Regions from separate parts of the Mus musculus genome. Here region 2 is linked to region 1. A link is a contact called in public promoter capture Hi-C data. All regions are on one chromosome and are shown on one strand. The core of a region is the stretch at or near the end of the contact, and the rest is flanking DNA. Distances in the headings are between cores, read along the strand shown.

Region 1 (3,244 bases), core at 336-2,835:
GCTTCGCAGAACCTTCTCCAAGGTCACCTTCAGTCCGAATGGCCTGTTCTCTGGAGAAAGCAATAACAGATTTAGGGGTTGAGGAGGGCTGTTCTGGTATCCATTATAGGATCAGAAATATGTTCCCCTGGCAGGCTTTCTGTTCCTAACATTACTTTTCTTCGTGGTTACGTACACACCAGCATTGTAACCCGGGTAAAGACATGACTGAATCAGCCCCAAAGGATTTCTGTTCTACCTCAGCCCACGATGCCTGCCACCCTCTGCTTGGATGAAGACTTCCTGCTCTTCACTGACGACGACGATGACCTGTGCAAAGTCTTTCTCCGCCTCTCCTTGGCTTTTTCTCTTGTGGCTCCTTTGTTCCTCTTTCTTCTCCTCCTCCTCCAGTCCCCGTGGTGTGTGTGTGTGTGTGTGTGTGTGTGTGTGTACATGTGTGCATGTGTAAAATCCAATGCTTGGCTTTTAGTTAAAATATCAAAAATTACTTCTATCATCAGAAATATTAAGGGAGTCAAACTTTGACAGTCGACAGACAAATATGTGTGACTTTGGATCAGAAGAAGTCTGAGAACCTTATCTTTGTAAGAGTGCTTAGGAGTTTAGCCCTGACCATTGCCTAGCTCCCTGATTCTGTTCTGGTGGGCTTGTCTTTTTCCACATAGGAACCCAAATCCCACAGATCTCACCCATTGTCACAAATTCACTTTTCACTTCCCTGTAAGCAACTCTAGTTGTTATCATCATCATCATCACCACCACCACCACCATCATCATCATCGCTAGTCATTTTACCCGGGATAAAGCACACAACAAATAGATTTTGCTCTCAGACGCCCACTATGGGTTTTTCTCCCAGGAGTTTCAGACTTGCCTGGAGACCAGTTTTTCACCAGCTAACCCTCAAACTCACCACTTGCAGTTGCATCCATTGTTTGTGGATTTCCATACCTGCCTCTGCCCAGACCTCACGTACCTCCAGCAGCACAGAGGGGAGAGTCCTGTGAGGAACAAAAGAAGCCTTTTGTGGCTCAGGCTGGATCTGTGGGATCAGGAAGATGACGGTATCCATATCCCAGGTCCTTTACCACGGGAACCAAATGTCAAAACTTAGTGTCAGCTCTCTGAGCAAGAAGGAAACGATGCACAAAGACCATAAAAAGCAAACAACCAGGAACGTGCTGAGGACTAACAGGCTGAACACCTTACTAACTCCCACTGCATGCGATGGAAGGAAGATGCCACGAGCAAGCTTTCACGGGAGCCAAGGCACAGTTGAAGGAGTGGGATGTCACAGGTGAGGGCCGATCCCCTACGGCCAGGCAGCCATTTCCAAGTCCTCTGAATCCTCTTGTCTGTCTTTAGTTTTCAAAAAATTAAAAGATAGAGCGTGCAGAAAAGATGGAGAAAGAACAATGTTTAAATTTCCTCCTCCGCCTAAAACATAGCGCATGCCCCCTTTGGACCGCACCCACCCATGATGGCGTCCACCCTCACATGGTGCCCACCCATGCATGAGAGCACCGTTTAGCCTCTCTCCCTGTATTACACAGCAGTGGTCAGAGAGCAGACCCTGCCCTCCTCTGTCTTGTAGGCTCCTTGCACACACGCCCACATTTCCTTCCATACATTAGGGCTTTGACAGTTGCTGGGCTAAATCAGATTCCTGAAAGACCTCAAAGGGACTTTCCAGAAAAAAGACATGTGAGGCAAGAAACGTAGCCTCGAAGATTTGAGAAGCTGCAGCTGTTTTCAAAGAGCATTGACTCAGGAAGAATTGGTGTTAACTTAAAATGAGAGAGTAGCTACATCCCAGAGCATCGGATGCCATCAGTAACATCAAAGCCTGGTTCAGAAACAGAGCCCTCGCTGTGCCCTAGCTCACACCATAGCTCACAACGTAGGCTCATGCCCCAGCTCACACTCCAGCCCACACACCAGTTCACACCCCAGCTCACACCCCAGCTCATACCCCAGCCCACACACCAGCTCACACACCAGCTCACACCCCAGCTCACACCCCAGCCCACACCCCAGCTCACACCCCAGCTCACACCCCAGCCCACACACCAGCTCACACCCCAACTCACACCCCAGCTTACACCCCAGCTCACACCCCAGCTCATAGCCCAGGCCACACACCAGCCCACACCCCAGCTCATACCCCGCCCATACCCCAGCTCACACTGCAGCTCACACCCCAGCTCACACCCCAGGCCACACACCAGCCCACACCCCAGCTCACACCCCAGCTCACACCCCAGCCCACACCCCAGCTCACACCCCAGCTCATAGCCCAGCTCACACCCCAGCTCATACCCCAGCCCACACACTAGCCCACACCCCAGCTCACACTGCAGCCCACACCCCAGCTCACACTGCAGCCCACACCCCAGCTCACATACCAGCCCACACCCCAGCTCACACCCCAGCCCACACCCCAGCTCACACCCCAGCTCACACCCTAGCTCATAGCCCAGGCCACACACCAGCCCACACCCCAGCTCACACTGCAGCTCACACACCAGCGCACACCCCAGCTCACACTGCAGCTCACACCCCAGCTCACACCCCAGCCCACACCCCAGCTCACACTGCAGCTCACACCCCAGCTCACACCCCAGCCCACACACCAGCTCACACCCCAGCCCACACCCCAGCTCACACCCCAGCTCACACCCCAGCCCACACACCAGCTCACACCCCAGCCCACACCCCAGCTCACACCCCAGCTCACACTGCAGCCCACACCCCAGTCCACGCTCCATCTCATACTGGCAGGCTCCTGGCTTCTGATTCCCTTGCAAGAGCTACCTTCTTTTGATTTGTTACACTACCTACCCAATAACAAAGTTGACCATTAGTGACTTCCTGTCTAGTATTCCTGCTCACACCCTTCGTCCAGTCTCCCTTGCTCTGTCTTGCGTCCTAACATGACTTTAACCTGCTGTGACCCTACATAAGTATTGTGCTGAGCCCAATATTAGAACCCATACTTGTCATTCCTTGGTTCAGTGCTCCATCGATAACGCACTAGAATTCTCAGAGGGATTTGCTATCAGATAAGGTTAACTGGCCTTGGTGATGGTGGTTGTCCTGGGTGGTCTTCATTGTACCTGTTTAGGGTGACGAACGACTTTAATTGTTTTAGTGTTCCCTCTGTGCTCTCACGGGACCCAGGTTTAGAAGACAAGTTAGCATTATCTTTTTAATTCCCACCCTGGCTCCCATCACAAGCCAGGCA
Region 2 (3,244 bases), core at 316-2,815, 100 kb before region 1:
TCTACATAGTATTATTTCACAACCACAATCAGCCGTAAACTTCATGTTAAATATCTAGGACAAGCTTTCTCGGTGACCGCTTTCCTGCAGTTTCTCAGAGAAACCCACTTCTCCGCCTTCCCAACGGCCACCCCACTTCTTTTTATAGAGGCAGAAATCTAATAAGCATCAGCCAATAGGGAGAAGTGTCTCTTCCCCAGAGATGCAGGCTCCTTAGCACCTTGCTTTTCAGCAAAACCAAACTGCTGTCCCCCATACACCTGTCAAAAGTCACACAAAGCCATGACTGTCCTGATAAACCCAACACCTCTAAATGCATATTCTGGAGTGAAGCTGGCTGGACTGGAATCACGACTCAGCATTTTCTGCATAACCTTGATCGAGTTAACTTAAATTGCTGCCTGGATTTCTCTCTGTAGGTTCTGGATAGAAGGCGTAAAATTCCAGTAAGTTATAGACTTATGGGGAAATGGGTGAGAGGACCAACCTAGAAACTTATAACAAGGTACAGATCGTAGTTTGCCCATTGTAAACCCTATTTACCACACTCGACGATTACTAAACCGAGGCGTGCTCTCTGACTAGAGGAACAGCACAGGGAAGGAGCTGGGCCACAACTTTAAACCCTGACGCCTCTGACTTCTCACAATGTTCATGGATTTTTCATGAGTTATTTCCTCCGTTTCTGATGGAAACAGATACTGTCCTAATTGGCGGAGTTTGGCACGAATTGGAGTGAGAACATTCTTTCTGCGCAGAGGATGACAAGCCGCTGAGGACATGCGGAAAGCACCGAGTCAGCCCGGGCTGGGCGCCTGCTGGAGCTCCCCGGGGCACCCGGAGGCTGGAGGGGCGCAGCGTAGGGCCCCCTCCCGGGGACCCCGAGGCCAGAGCGGGGCGGGGAGCTACGCTGGCGGGGCAGGGCTGAGGCTTGGGGTCCCACGGTAGCACTTACTTGAACCTGCCCTGGCAGTGCTGGCACTGGTCCCCAACCCAGCCCGGGTCGCACAGGCAGGTGGAGTTGACACAGCGACCGGAGAAGCAGGAGCCAGTCCTCTCGCAGGGCTTGGACTGGGACACCTGAGCATAGAGCGCCAGGTAGAGGAAGCCATAGCACAGCAGCCAGCTGTTCCCGTCCAGCAGCAGCCAGGAGGAGGCGCCCCCACCGCCCGCCGGCCGAGCCCTCCACAGCACCGGGGAGGCCGGCTGCGGGGCACCCGAGCGGGCCCGGACCCCCGGCTCCATCTTCCTCGGCGTCCCGGCTCGGCGGGGCTGCGCTCGCGGGAGCGCACGGGGATGCCGCTGAGCGGGGATCCCGGCCGCAGAGGACCTCGCCGCCGCCGCTGCTGTTCCTCGGCTCCTCAACGGCGCCGACCCCCGTCCCGCTGACCGGTCCGGAGCGGCGGATCCCAGGCGCGGCGGCCTCCGGTCGGCTGCCTCCAGTCACACTCGGGCATCGCCGCCCGCTCCCCTGACCTTGTCCTCGGCGAGCCGAACCCTGCAGCCACGGTAGCTCCGGGAGCGGAGCGAAGAGCCGGCGGCGCCCCGCGCTCCGGAGGGGACCCGAGGGGGAGGGGACCGGGCGGGAAGGGGGAGGGGACCCGCACGGCCCCGCCTCGCCCGCGCCCCGCGCCGAATGCCGAGGCTCGCCCGGGAGGGCGGGGCCGCGCGGGAGCCCCCGAGATGGGCGCGTCCAACAGGAGCACGCGGGGAGGGGAGGGCGGCTGTCGGTACCCGGCGGTACTCCTGCTAGCCTGAGATACCGCAGCAGCCTGCTTCCCTCCGTCCTCCAGACACAGTTGCTGTGGCCGCGGTCGCAGCCCAAACTGCGGAGAGACGTCCCCGCAGCCTTGTGCGTACGCACTCTCGTGGCCACTCCCCCCCCCTCGGTCCGGGCGCGGTGGTCTCGCCCGGCCCCTGACGGGGACCTGGGACTCCCCCGCGCGCCCACCCGGCCGGCGGGCACCGCTGGGAGTGCGTCCCCAGGTGTGGCCCGCGCCGCGGAGCCCACGGAGGAGAAACCCACTCCGACCTCGGGGCCTCGGCAGGAAGGCAACCTTGTACTCCGCGGGCTGCAAAAGTGAGGCGCCCGCCCCAGCGCTCCCCGAGTCTCCTGCACGTTTCTTCTTCTTCTTCTTTTTTTTTTTTTTCTTAAAAACTCCCAACTACACACAAAGAGCTGAGCATGTGCAGCCAGCAAAGTCTTAAAGGCACCGCGGTCTGACCACGTTATGGGGTGCAGGGACAGGGCGGAGTGGGGTGAGGGGCTGCATGGGGCGCGAAGCTGCTCCCGTGGGGCGACCTCAGCCGCGGCGGCTCTTTATCGCCCAATCGGGGCTCCTCATGCCCAACAAAGAACTGCTCCGAGAGCCACCCCTCCCGACGCTGCCTCGGAACCTCACCAAATCTTCTTTTCTCTTGTCTATGTTTCCTCCTTCGTCTGGGACACTATTCTCTCTTGAAAAATGTTGCGACATCGGGGCTTTTTTTTTTCCTTCAGAAAAGCAGAAGTGATTTCCAGAAAGGGCCCTTTCCCGTTTTCAGCGGCATCTATTTCTTCCTTGAGATGACTTTCCAAGATTTAATTGCATAAGCTGAGATATGTCTTCTACTTTTCTCTATACGGGCCTGTTAGCTGAACCCTTGAGAGGAAGCTGTGCACAAATTGCAGGCAAGCACCCTCGAGAGTTGTTGGAGCTCCACCAAGGAGCAGGCGGTACGAACAAGATTGTGAAACTCACCAGACATTTCTGACAGCTGGAGCAGAAAAGTTTTGGTTGTAACCACAGTCATAATATTATTGTTAAGATTCACTCCGAGTTTATTTTGGGAATAATGTACCCACGTCATCTCTTTTAATCTCCATCATCCCAATTCACAGAGAAAATCCTCTATTAACCCCATTTCGCAGATGAGGGAATAGCATGAGAAAGGCTGAGGTGCGTGTTGGTAGCAGAAACGGATCAAGTCCTCTAACTTGTGTGCGTTTTCAATGTTTATCAGCCCACTTCTGTTTGCAGCTGCTTTGTTCTCCTTTGGTGAATAAAACATAAGTGCTGGCTGGCTTGGTTTGCAAATACCTCAGCAATGACTTAAGAGGAAAACAAAAGTCCTGGAAAAAAAAAAAAAAAAAAAAGGCTCCTTCCCAAAAGAAGAAAGGCAGCTGATTCTCACTTGTACAAAAAAAAAAAAAAAAAAATCCATTTCCGGGACACAATAGTGTGAGCCATGTCCTGTAGAGCCT

Evidence for each region. Promoter capture Hi-C pulls out the DNA fragments that hold promoters and counts their contacts.
Region 2: a promoter capture Hi-C map of the SN4741 cell line shows a contact between it and region 1, with 3 times the contacts expected there. The contact joins the promoter of Atrnl1 here to the promoter of 6720468P15Rik in region 1. A contact is called at or near these places in 8 of 39 promoter capture datasets (the C10 cell line, the SN4741 cell line, cancer-associated fibroblasts and 4 more), 1 of 15 datasets of contacts at CTCF or cohesin (pro-B cells), 13 of 484 Hi-C or Micro-C datasets (the AML12 cell line, the C10 cell line, the G1E-ER4 cell line and 9 more), 17 of 115 datasets of contacts at active chromatin or transcription factors (bone marrow-derived macrophages, cardiomyocytes, a colorectal cancer cell line and 12 more) and 4 of 9 other capture datasets (adipose tissue, liver, macrophages and 1 more).

Annotation. Positions count from the first base shown.
Region 1 is chr19:57,506,905-57,510,148 of GRCm38.p6, reverse strand. 6720468P15Rik (RIKEN cDNA 6720468P15 gene) reads right to left here and starts at 1,585. Exons shown (of 4, transcript NR_040306.1): 1 at 1,205-1,585; 2 at 914-1,001; 3 at 1-50.
Region 2 is chr19:57,609,355-57,612,598 of GRCm38.p6, reverse strand. It overlaps Atrnl1 (attractin like 1), which reads right to left and starts at 1,565. Exons shown (of 29, transcript NM_181415.4): 1 at 956-1,565. The coding sequence starts at 1,245.